Linked DNA regions of Mus musculus: region 2 is linked to region 1. Evidence: chromatin contacts called from public promoter capture Hi-C data. All regions are on one chromosome and are shown on one strand. Each heading gives the region's core, a stretch centred on a gene start, on an enhancer-like site or on the middle of the called end of the contact. The rest is flanking DNA. Distances are from core to core; before and after follow the strand shown.

The links. Promoter capture Hi-C pulls out the DNA fragments that hold promoters and counts their contacts.
Region 2: a contact with region 1 is called in a promoter capture Hi-C map of hippocampal neurons, with 3 times the contacts expected there. The contact joins the promoter of 9630013A20Rik here to the promoter of Pcdh8 in region 1. A contact is called at or near these places in 2 of 39 promoter capture datasets (cranial neural crest and hippocampal neurons).

What each region holds. Positions count from the first base shown.
Region 1 is chr14:79,767,892-79,774,552 of GRCm38.p6, reverse strand. Pcdh8 (protocadherin 8) reads left to right here and starts at 3,241. Exons shown (of 3, transcript NM_021543.4): 1 at 3,241-6,056; 2 at 6,232-6,442. The coding sequence starts at 3,432. It overlaps Gm9748 (predicted gene 9748), which reads right to left and starts at 4,645. Exons shown (of 2, transcript NR_154550.1): 1 at 4,352-4,645; 2 at 1,811-2,156.
Region 2 is chr14:84,473,005-84,479,665 of GRCm38.p6, reverse strand. 9630013A20Rik (RIKEN cDNA 9630013A20 gene) reads left to right here and starts at 3,242. Exons shown (of 6, transcript NR_015539.2): 1 at 3,242-3,318; 2 at 3,627-3,657. It overlaps Pcdh17 (protocadherin 17), which reads right to left. Exons shown (of 4, transcript NM_001013753.2): 2 at 2,285-2,343; 3 at 1,979-2,151.

The DNA of each region.
Region 1 (6,661 bases), core at 1,992-4,491:
TTTCCTGGCAGATATAATCCTAATTAAAAATAAATTACATGCGGTACAGAAATTGAAATGGAAAAGATAATCCTATTACATATGAGACTATATCCTGATTTTTTTTTTCTTTCCGGCTAAACTGTGGGAGATAGCGGATCAGGCTGAGCCCCCCATTGTCGCTGCTTTGAAAACTTTCCTAGAGCCCTAATCCATCACGTGATGCCTGTGTCAATCCGGAGGTCTGCACGCGAGCTTCACAATGCAGGCATTAGACGCGGTGACAGAAACCCAGCTCCGCCGAGCCGGCGACATTTGCATCTCGAGAAAACGCGGCCATTGTGGAGCTGTGTTTGTTCTCAGGATTGCGCGAGACAGTTGCGGGCAAAGTTGCTAAAACCGAGAGAAAGGGGCTCCTTTGAGACCTTTTGGCATGGTAACCAGGCGATCAGGGCAGCTTTTGTGGGTGGATCCGCACGGGGTGGGGGGTGGACTTGCCCCCTCCCATCCCTTTGCGGTCGCCTTCCCCGACTTTCCTCCAGACCTCGCCCCCCTAGACATTTCTTTTCCTCCGGGAGTTGCAGTGACCGCTAACACGCTGCTTTAAATCGTCTTTCCATTATCTGGCGAATGCGGGCGGCCAGCGGGAGCTCCCTGCTCGCGTGCCTTCACACCTGGACCTACAGCCCTGCCAGTCCCGGGAACACTGGCTGCACAGTGCTCCTAGCAGTCCTTCCCCAGCCTGACGATCCACCCCCGACTTCCCCCCACCCCACCCCCCACCCCTCTTTGCTGCCAAGGCTCCTCCTCGGTGGACAATAGTCTTCAAACCTAGGGCTTACCTCCCCAACCGTTTCTGCCGCGGCTGGGCTTCTTGTTTGCCCTTTCTTGCCCTTTTGCTTTTTCCAAGCACTTGCCTTTGGGGGGTGTGGGAGGGAAGAGAGAGAAGGTGACAGGAAGTGCACTTAGCATCCTGCTGAGCTCCCTCGGTGAAACCTGGAATCTCAGGTTGGAGTTCAGCTCCCAGACACTGAGCTGTGAGAGAGTGTGTATTACAGAACCGTGGTCAAATCCCACCTCATGTTCCCTCCAGGTCCAGGCCAACACATTCTCTGCCTTGATAGCACAGTGCCAGAGACAACGAAGGTTCCCAGGTTGGCTGCTGTCCATCACTAAGGTTCCGAACCTGTTTGGGTGTGGGTCTGAGAGAGGCCATAAAGGAAGAGGGAGTGAGCCTGGAAAAGCCAAGAGTCAAGTGTGGGTCCAGGTCAGGGTGGTCTGGGGTTCGAAAAAAGACTGAGCATTCATACAATATTTATCTCTCCACCCAGGGTGAGAGCCAAAACCTAAAATGGCACTAGACAGAGAGAGAGAGAGAGAGAGAGAGAGACAGAGAGAGACAGAGACAGAGAGAGAGACGGAGAGAGAGAAAGACAGAGAGACAGGGAGAATAGAAATTAAGGTTCTGTAGGAGTGTTGCCTTTCTAATGTCTCAGTGGCTTCAGACATCTGGCCTCACTGCCTGCAAATACCAGCACTGGAAGGTGGAAAAGATGAAGGGAGCCCCCAAACTACCCACTGCCCCTCCTCAACCCCATAAAGATTTTTATTTAATGGCTCAGAATGCATTTCCTGCAATCCCAAACATCCCCTATCCCCTCCAGTGCACTGTCCACCCAGTCCTACCTCTCAGGTATTCTCCCTACTCGGGGCAAACCCCTGCTCCTCTTCTGAAAGCGGTCCAAATGAGTCTGAAGGGAAGAGACCTGCAAAAGGCCCTTACAGAAGGAACATGGTCCAGATTCCGAAGAATAGAGGCCCAATGCAACATGCTTAGCAAACTCATTGTCTTTATTTCTCCAAGTGTGTGACTTGTGTTTGTAACTCTCCCTTCTTCCTGTGTATTTACATCGCCTGTTCAATAGAGTCCTTCGGTAAGAATCAATAAGAATCAGTCTTGTTCCAGGTTGGCACAACCTGTCCTTCAGCTCCGGGAGTGGAGATACCTGGATACCTACGGAGGCATCTCGAGGACCCCAGCCAGGGAAAGTGGTAATGCTGAAGTTCTACGGTTTCATAGGCAGATGGCTAAGTTACCCCAGGTTCCTGCCAGGTTTCAACGTCACGCTGTGATTTTGTTCTTCTGGAACAGGGCGAGTGTTGCTTCCAGAGAGGCCCTATTAGAACAGAAAGCAAATCCTCTAAATAGGCGGAACAAGGCATCAGGAGGAAAACGATCTCTAAATGCACTTTAGTAGGAACCCGGTATTGTGTGGGATTCAGCGCCCATCACCGTTTAGCCTGAGAGTTATGGCACGGATTGAGGGTGAATAGAGAGGCATAATGGAGACATGTGGCGTTTGCTCATTATATTCAAGTTAGCCCAACTCTACTGTGGAAACTGTTCAACTTTCTCTCCCCCTCTAGCTTGTCATAGTGAAATAATACAGACATCGGGGCCTCCAATGGGATCGCCTGCCACGCCATTCTATTTCCACTACTAACGAGGGCTTCATAAGCCTTTGATACAGTCTGATCTTTGAAACCTTTCCAAATCTCCTCAAGCTTATGCTAAATCCTATTTGGAACTTTATTTTTCCTTGCCTGCTAGCACCTAGGGCTTAAGGAAGCCATTTGAACAGTGACATGCATACTAACGTGTATCGCAGGGCTCTTTTCTGAAAGGCAAGTGGCACCGGTGCTCACACGAGCAAAACACAATTGCGTACACAAATGTGAATAAAATCAGTTTTGCTCTACCCTTCACTCTTCTTCATCGACAGGTTATTCCCCACACCGGTGGGAAGCTGAGGGAGGAGGCGAACAGAGAGCCTCGCTCCCCAGAGCAAGTTTTGAAGCCTTTAAAATGCAAAATAAAGGGGCGGATGGGGGGTAGGATGTGAGACCCGGAGCTTCTGAAGAGAAACCCAGCTTGTTCGGGCTTAGTACCCGCAGCGGCGGGCAGAAGAGACCGGGTGCCTGGCACCCAATTTCCAAAAATCATCAGCTTCGTTTACTTCAGAGCCCAGTGCTAACTCATTGCAAGCAAGGTGCTAACAGAAAATGGGAGCAGGAGTTTTTAAAACAAAGGAAAGATTCCCTCATTTTCCTTCCCTGTTTTCTCCTCTAAGCCTTTCCACATTAAAGGGATTGTCGGTGGTTGGCGGAGGAGCGGCGCTGTGGCTAAGCGACCATTGGCTGGCCCCTTCCAGTGATTTGCATATCGGCAGCTATAAAGACGGAGGCGGCGCTCGCCAGCGCAGCTCCAGCCCAGGGAAAGGAGGCGGAGGCGCCGAGTGAGGGTGGGTCTGCGCGTCCTCCGAGCCAGCCCGAGCCGGAGCTGCAGCTTTTCCCGCACGGGGCTCGCAGAGCCTGGGACTCACGCTCCGATCTGCACGCCGGGGAAGACTCTTTAGGTTAGCCTTTCGGAATAGCAGTTGGGGATTGGCGATATGAGTCCTGCGAAGCGCTGGGGCAGCCCTTGCCTTTTCCCCTTGCAGCTATTTAGTCTCTGCTGGGTGCTCTCAGTGGCCCAGAGCAAGACAGTCCGATACAGCACGTTCGAAGAGGATGCCCCTGGCACAGTCATCGGAACCCTTGCAGAAGACCTGCACATGAAAGTGTCTGGAGACACAAGCTTCCGCCTGATGAAGCAATTCAACAGCTCTCTGCTCCGGGTACGCGAGGGCGACGGGCAGCTGACCGTCGGGGATGCGGGCCTGGACCGTGAGCGTCTGTGTGGCCCGTCCCCACAGTGCGTGCTGGCCTTCGATGTTGTCAGCTTCTCGCAGGAACAGTTCCGCCTGGTGCACGTGGAGGTGGAGGTGAGGGATGTAAACGACCACGCGCCCCGCTTTCCCCGAGCCCAGATCCCGGTGGAGGTCTCAGAGAGCGCTCCGGTAGGCACACGCATCCCCCTGGAGGTGCCCGTGGACGAGGACGTGGGTGCCAACGGGCTGCAGAGTGTACGCCTAGCCGAGCCTCACAGCCCCTTCCGCGTGGAGCTGCAGACGCGCGCGGACGGTGCCCAGTGTGCGGACCTGGTGCTGCTACAGGAGTTGGACCGCGAGAGCCAGGCCTCCTACAGCCTGGAGCTGGTGGCTCAGGATGGCGGGCGACCGCCGCGTTCCGCCACAGCAGCCCTCAGCGTGCGTGTGCTAGATGCCAATGACCACAGCCCGGCCTTCCCACAGGGTGCCGTGGCAGAGGTGGAATTGGCCGAGGACGCACCTGTGGGATCGCTGCTGCTCGACCTGGACGCTGCCGATCCCGACGAAGGTCCCAACGGCGACGTTGTGTTCACCTTCGGCGCCCGCACCCCTCCCGAAGCCCGCCACCTCTTCCGGCTCGACCCGCGCTCTGGCCGCCTCACCTTGGCTGGGCAGGTGGACTACGAGCGCCAGGACACCTACGAGCTGGACGTGCGGGCTCAAGACCGAGGTCCAGGGCCCCGGACAGCCACCTGCAAGGTTATCGTGCGCATCCGAGACGTCAACGACAACGCTCCTGAAATTTCTATCACTCCTCTGGCCGCCCCGGGGGCTCCAGCCACCTCGCCCTTCGCCGCCGCCGCCGCTGCCGCCGCACTCGGAGGAGCGGACGCGGCCTCGTCGACTGGGTCCGGGACACAGGAAGCCGGTATCACCTCGCTGGTGCCAGAGGGGGCGGCGCGCGAGAGTCTAGTGGCGCTGGTCAGCACCTCGGACAGGGACTCGGGCGCCAACGGGCAGGTGCGCTGCGCCCTCTACGGGCACGAGCACTTTAGGCTGCAGCCGGCCTATGCTGGCAGCTACCTGGTGGTGACCGCTGCATCTCTGGACCGGGAGCGCATCGCGGAGTACAACCTGACGCTGGTGGCCGAAGACCGTGGCACACCCCCTCTTCGCACCGTCAGGCCCTACACCGTGCGAGTGGGGGACGAGAACGACAACGCACCGATCTTCACCAAGCCAGTCTATGAGGTGTCGGTCCGCGAAAACAACCCTCCAGGCGCCTACCTGGCCACAGTGGCAGCCCGCGACCCTGACGTGGGTCGCAACGGTCAAGTCACCTACCGCCTGGTAGAGGCCGAAGTGGGCCGCTCTGGGGAAGCCGTGTCCACTTACGTCTCAGTAGACCCGGCTACCGGAGCCATCTACGCTCTCCGTAGTTTTGACTATGAGACTCTGCGCCAGCTTGACGTGCGTGTCCAGGCCAGCGACGGCGGTTCCCCTCAGCTTTCCAGCAATGCTCTGGTGCAAGTGCGGGTGCTGGACCAGAATGATCATTCTCCGATCCTTGTGCATCCGGCGCCGGCTAATGGCTCCCTAGAAGTAGCGGTCCCTGGACGTTCCACCAAGGACACAGCTGTGGCGCGCATCCAGGCCCGGGATGCTGACGAAGGAGCCAACGGGGAACTGGCCTTTGATCTGCTGCAGCAGGAGCCACGCGAGGCCTTCTCCATAGGCCGCCACACGGGGGAGATCATGCTTACTGGAGACCTCTCGCAGGAGCCTCCTGGCCGCGTGTTCAAGGCCCTGCTGGTCATATCCGACGGCGGCCGTCCCCCTCTCACCACCACTGCAACCGTCAGTTTCGTGGTAACAGCCGGGGGCGGGTCAGCTGTGCCTGCCAGCTCCGGGAGCCCAGAGCACTCCCGGCCACCCGGCTCTCGCCTCGCGCCGTCGGGGCCTTCGCTGCAGTGGGACACGCCGCTGATCGTCATCATCGTGTTAGCCGGGAGCTGCACGCTGCTGCTTGCAGCCATCATCGCCATCGCCACCACCTGCAACCGCCGCAAGAAGGAGGTGCGCAAAGGGGGGGCCCTCCGGGAAGAGCGGCCCGGGGCGGCGGGCGGCGGAGCCTCGGCCCCTGGCTCCCCGGATGAAACCGCCAGGGGAACTGGGCCCAGGCCCAACATGTTCGACGTGCTCACCTTCCCTGGCAGCGGCAAAGCGCCCTTTGGCAGCCCCGCGGCCGACGCGCCCCCGCCCGCGGTCGCCGCGGCCGAAGTGCCGGGCTCGGAGGGCGGCAGCGCCACTGGGGAAAGCGCCTGTCACTTCGAGGGGCAGCAGCGGCTCCGAGGCGCGCACGCCGAGGTGAGGCCTTCCTTCGGCTGGGCGCCCCCCTCCGTGCTCTGCGGACAGGCTGGGAGAAGGGAAACCGGAGGGGTAAGGGTGGGCTCTCACAGGGAGATGTTTAACCTGTCGCACTTGCTTTTTTGTGTCCTGTCCAACCCTCACACCTTCCCCCCTCCCCCATTCCCTGCTGCAGCCTTACGGTGCCTCTCCAGGCTTCGGGAAGGAGCCTGCTGCGCCCCCTGTTGCAGTCTGGAAGGGTCATTCATTCAACACCATCTCGGGCCGAGAAGCTGAGAAGTTCAGTGGGAAAGACAGCGGCAAAGGAGACAGTGATTTCAATGACAGTGACTCGGACATCAGCGGGGACGCTTTGAAAAAAGACCTCATCAACCACATGCAGAGTGGTAAGGATGCTTCTCCCCAGGCCAGTCCGGTGGTCCACCCTCCCTTGCCAACTTCTTGCCTGCTCAAAACCTCTGTTCCCAGTCCCTCTCCTTCATCCCTCTCTTCAATACTCCAGTCCCAGCCGGACCCCATTCCCTTTAAATGCGATGCTAGCCGTGGAAGGAGGGTATTCTATTCATCGTTTTGTGTTGTTGTTGTTGCTGCTGCTGCTGCTCTCC
Region 2 (6,661 bases), core at 1,993-4,492, 4.7 Mb before region 1:
AATAAAAGGAAGTTCATATTCTTTCTGGTACGAAGCACAGATGCCCTCGGTCTGCCTTTCAGCTTCATAAGAGCCTTCCTGTTTATTTCGCACTATCTAACGTGTATAAATCATTTACTTTACAGGAGGCATTTCTATTGAGAACCTCACCTTTAAATTAGCAATGTTTTTATGAGTAATGAGTAATGTTAACCGAAGTATACAATAACCTTGACCTTCTAAGAAGGATAATCTCTTTCCTAAGACAATATCTTTTGATAGAGAAATTGAAGACTCGGTGTTTAACAATAATATATACTTTCAAGCACAATCAGGTAGACATTGCTTTTTCTACAGAAGAAAATATGCAAATACACTACTGTGATAGCTTAGTAGATAGAAGGGAGTTGAAGTATTTCAGTGAATGTTTAGAGAAGCTTTTAGGTTTTTTTTTTTTTTGCTGTAATTCATTATTTAAAAATGATGTCACAATATACATCATATACAAACTTCACTGACTGTATATTGCTTTATAAATTATATTCAGTGTGTTACCTCTTGGTCTCCTTATCTATCAAATTCTCATAAAAGGGCAAGTTTTGTGCTATGTATTCAAATAATGAGATCCAGTAGTAAAATGTGCCTAAAAGGCTTATCAATCATAGAGCAACACTTCCCCATGACCATTTAAGAATCTTCAAGTAATGATCCAAGGCTACAGGAACTGTGCATACTAGAGAAGGATTCCATTTGATTCTGCTCAGAGTAAGTTAAAACAGAGTTGTCACACTACCCAGAAAACTTTTATGGTAAAATACAGAAAGAGTCATTTGTCAAAACCTTATTATACAAACAAGGATTTATGTAAGGTCATCCTTCAATATAATATAAATTTTAATGTGAACATATATTTATTGTTCGATGATAAATATAAAGTTCCTTTTGCTTGGAGTACATCTAAATATATATGCATAGACATTTTGACATGTAGGTGAATGCATGTTTCTAGTGAAGTTTCAATATGATTTGAAAACTCCCTAAGGTCATATACTCCAAAGCAGCGAAACGTATTTTAGAACCATCCCTAACTAACTGTGTAGCTAAATGCCCTTAGTTTAAGTGTGATCTTTCATTGGAAGGAATCTACACGAGTATATGTTGTATACACATAGATACTACTGATATCCTGAAGAACAATATTTAAGCAATCTAATTATCATATATTTATTAATAAAATTTGATAGATGAAATTTTCTTTCTATTTTATGTAAAACAGCATTAAGATCTTTTTATTGCGTTACACTGGAAACAATCTTAGTTGCCTCTGAAGAAATCATTAGTGAATATCTCACAGTGATTAAAATAACTAAAACATCAAAAGTAGCATGAAGTTATACCAAATGTACTAAAAATAGCTTTCAGAAGTGTAGCCCATGCACAGTGCCTTATATTTCTTTCCCATGCATCACTGTAAAGAAGCTCATGTTTATTTGGTATCTATGAGAACACACTGGTGCAAATCCAGAGCAGCTGAATCTGTCTTAGCTATTATTGCAAATGTAAATATCTATTTTGACACTACAATCAAAGCTAAAAATAAAACAACATGGATAAGAAGGATAAAATCTGTATCAAGTTGTTCATCTAAAATTGTTTTCCAATTTTGTAATATAAATGATGGCATCATGTTCTTATATATCAAACTGGTGCATGCCAAATTTTCCTTGTTAGTCAAACCCAAATTAGGCAAGGTTAGGACACTTTCATTAAAATCAGAACCTCTTGAGTGGAATCGAGTTCCTATTTTAAGAAGCTTCAGAGTCACTATCAATTATGAGTGTGAAACAGAAAAGCTTTTGTTGTCTAGGATCATGTATTGCTTTGCACGTCCTCTGGTACGTTATCAACGGTCTAGTCCACTGTGCGAACAGCATTGGTAGTCCTGAGAAGCTTGTAAATATGACTTTGCACTCAGTAAGCACGGGAGGGCGTCACTCACCTTGTTCGAGTGGCTGACTTTTAGTTGAAGTAGTTTTCATCTTGAGTGCCTCCCTAACCGACATGTCACAGCAGGAGCCTTTGTTAGTGTCTTGGTCACTGTCCGCCTGATCGCTGTCCCCGTGCCCACTGTCTCTCAGGCTGGCTCTTTCTGGGTCCTTAAACGTGGAGCTACTGAAATACACATGAAGAAAAAGAGGAGAGGGTGTTGTCTCTACCAGTTTTAACCTGAAGTGTAGTCTCTTGCAAAGCAATTTTGACACGAATGCAAATGGGGAAGCCGAGAAAGTTATTTAATAGGCCTTACCTTTGAACAAACTGCTGCCTGCTGCCCATGTAATTGGGCTCTGCGGGAAAATTGTCTGTCTGTGAAAGAGAAGGAAAAAAAATACGTATAGTTGTACACTGGACAAATCTCCTGCAGAGCAACAAGATTTCCTAGTGGAAAAATGATTAATAATTCAAAAATTCTCTTAATCTTCAGATTTGTACATTTTAATTAAATTGGAAATTGCTGACATGTAATTATGTACTCAGAACAATTAAATGATTCCGGTCCACAAATTACCTGTTAAAGTAAACAATGAACCTGTCAAAACTGGCATTATCCATTAGTTCCAGGATGGATAATGCTATCAATGGTGTTTCTTTACGCAGATACTAAGATTGAACATTTGTGGGAGGAGTGGGAAAATGACCTAATTTCTTCGTATGTAAGTGTGCATTTATTTGAAAACATTCATTTTTATACATAATTGTATCATCTGCTGGGACTCTATGCCCTTCCTCATGTATTAACACGCAAAGTCATCCACTCAGTTAAACGATTGATGGACTTCCCTCAAAAATTTTACTAGGAATGGATAGATACAAGCAAATTATAAAGGGTTGGATTCACTTTTAATTCACTCTAAACTCCATTCTAACTATAAAACCTACTATCAAACAACTTAATGGAACTGGGTATTACTTTCTGGAGCGAAATAAAATTTTTGAAAGTTACTTAAGTATTAAAAGTAAGGATGTGAAAAAGCAAGCCTTGTCGTTTTTACTGCTTCCAAACTGACATGGAGTTCTGCCAACAAGAACTGAATTCTCCTTGTATCATGGAACAGAGTCTTTTGGGAGAAATAGACTGGATCTTTCATAGATCTCCCTATACTGTACATTCACACACGTTACTTCTTCGTGCAGCTGACTTGGTGACAATGCTTCTCTTGTTTTCTGCATTTCTTCATATCACGCTATTATGCACTGGAGCAGCAATGGGGAAGTACAAGACCATCCAGCATACAAGTATCAGACACGCGGAGCGTGTAACCATGGAAGAAGCAGGCCAAGGTAAGGCATATTGCAGTGAAATATGTGCTTTCTTTATAAGTAAAGTTAATTTTAAAAAGTAGGGCTTGTTTTTTGCTTCCTATGTAATAATTACATTTATTTGGCTTTGTGAAGTGTTGCTGGAAAAAAATAAAATTGGTTTAGGAAAATATTGAAAGTATTTTGAAATATGAAAATATATTGAAAGAGTAAATTGAAAATATATTGAAAAATGATGAAAATATACAAATCTCCTTGTCTGTTAAAAGTATGAGATGATAAAAATATATAATTTTCTTAATCTGTAAATGTTTTTTCTTTTTATGTAGATTCAATGACCTTTATTGAGCCACATGCAAGGTTAGCTGAACAGCATGAATTCAAGTTTTACCAAATTGTATTTAAAAGTTGATATCTTCATCATCCTGTACCTGAGCCTGGGGTCTCTGAAGCATCCTCATGTACCTCAACTTGAACTAGGTGAAGCTTCTTCTTTTTATTCCCAAAATGACAAACTAACAACTTCAAGGGAAACTTTGACTCCCAGTAAAATGACTAATGCCAAACTAAATAGATGTCACAAGGCTACAAAAGTCCTGCCTAATTCTAAAAGTATCTACAAACTTAGCAATCCTGCCAACTTGATAAAATGTATCTTGTGATTTATGGTGGTTAAACATCTGTACAAAGTTTTTTATTACTGCCAGGAAAGAGTCATATATAAATGTTTTGGACAAGTTCATGGAAAAAAAGAGTACAGAATGTTAACAAGACAGTAAGGAAGTAAAGGAAAATCGGAAGATGGAAACATCAGTGTGACTGTAAATAGTATAAGGCCTTCAAGGGTATCAATTAGGTGAAGCTTAAGTGTTGTGTTCAGTGAGGCACATGAGAAGGACAAAAGAAACTTTTCTCCACTCATCCTAAGAACAGTTTCCAGAAATTCATGCATATTAGTAAAGTACGTTATCCCTTTGAATAAAGGACTGTAGAAGAATGTGTGTTCATAAATACATACATCCATAATTGTGAACATCACATTAGTACTGTTATCTACAATTGTTTAGAGGAAGGTAGAAAAACAAAAGAAAGGGAAAGGAAAAAGTCATTTGGTGAGAACAAGAAGAAAGTTAAAAGCAGAGGGTCAAGCTAGAGAAAAATACAGAGAAAATAAAGACAAAAATAAAAATATCTATGAAAGAGAAGGATAGGAGGAATGTAAAGAAACACAAGAGGAAAAAAGTATGGTTTACCATCCCAGAGCTTTAAAAACTACAAATATAAAAGCTTACGACTTTATCAGTAACACAGTGTCAAAGTTTAAGAATGTCTGTACTTACTGATTAAAGTTGCTTGGAAAGCAAGAGACTATAGTTTCTGTGCAGAGTAGCCATTTGGCTTTTTACAAACACACAACTAATTTACTCTAAAAAGTATACAGTTTTAATATAGACAGCAAAGTTCTCATTATCTGTGCTCAGGGAGGTCCAAAAATTCATTCAACATTATCCAACTATGAAATAGGTGCTAGTTTCATAGAAAAGAAAAAATGTAAAAGAAATTTAGTACTATCAGCATCATTTATTAAACCTAGCTACTGTACTTTAAATTTTGAGTTTTGGCTTATACTGGGACGATGCTTAAGTTTTAAATCTTGGAAGAGAATAAAATATGGGTTCAGACCTTTACAACTCTTTAGCTTTCTGCAGAGTATATTTCCTGATAACAAAACAGATCTGAAATAACACAGAACTAAATATGATTTGCCCTTTCTGCTGTGGTTTGGTTATTTTATTTGTTAGAAACAATAAACACTGGGAAATTCTTTCTTTTTGGCACAAGCAAACAGACCAACACACCTAAGCAAGCAAACACTTAAGATGATTAAGTTTTGCAGAATTATAATACTCTTCTTTGATGATATTCTTCCTTTAGTTCTTCAACAATACTCACCAAAGCACATTGCATTAGTAAATCAGGTTCACAAAAATATTTATGTCATCAACAATAAATAATAAGCTGCTCCCAAGATATACCACTTTCTGAGACATGTTATCCTAGTAAAATTATGAAGCTCAAATCATATGTTAAAAAAAAAACATAACTGAGAAGACTAAAAAATGTATACAGTAACACTAAACCATGTTGGCTAAAATGAGTAAAATTTATTTGTGAAATAAATATTATGTCATTTACATGCACCTATGATGTGAAGATTAAGTCGATCATAAAATCAGGGAGACAAGATGTTATGTTATCAAAATAGACTAAATGGATATTCTGAAAATGCCAAATTAACTACATCAGGTCTAGAAATTTTCAGTAAATGTGAAATAAATTGCTCAATTGCACAATTGAGTAATCATGAAAATATAATGTATTATCAATTTAATAATATTATGAATATATGAATTAACAAATATACAATTATAATATAAATTTATAAAATTATCAATTATGATTAAATAATGAAATAACATGCTCTATTCTTAATGTGGATATTAAATATAAATATATCATATATTATATACATATATAAAATGGTGAGAGCTTGCACGGTTTTCTCCCAGGCAAGGAGATCCAAATTCACATCTCTTTGTCACTGGACTAAAAGGCCTCCCAAGTTCAGTAAGGCACATGAAATGAATAAATGACATACAACTTGTAAATGGGTAAAATGTGATGATCTAAATCCCAGATCTACATGGACAAATGAGCAAACATCTACAATGGGGAACTTTCTCATGTGTTGTGCACATGAGTGTTTTTCCTACATGTATGTATGTGCATTATGTGCATACCTAGTGCCTACAGAGGTCAAAGGAGAGCATTGTGTTCCCTGACACTGGAGTTACAGATGGTTATGAGTCATAACATGAGTGTTGGGTATCAAATCTGAGTCCTCCATAAGAGCCACTAGTTTATTTAACTACTGAGCAATCTCTCCAGCTCCCAACTGAGGTAATTTTTAACTTAAAAAAATCATTTTATAATATCCCATTGAATTCTCTTTGTATCTCTTTTTCTCCTTCAGGTGGGAAATGGAAGATAGAAATGAAAATTTATGTAGAAACTCAGTTTCACTATGCTTTTTGCATTCTTTTTAAAATTTTTTACATTTTATAAGTTTCTTATTAAGTTATTTGATATTTGGCCCAATCTCAGTTTTATTTTCCATATACATTATAACTATGAAATTCTTTTTTCAATTCTAGGTATTGTTTTTCATAGGTTGCTGAAGGCTAGATTTTTGTACAAACTATGATCTGAGATACATATGTACTAGTGGCATGAACTTATCCTCTGATCTGAGGGATGGAATTAGGCTCACAGGTATTCCACCTGGTAAAGAAAAGAGGAAGGA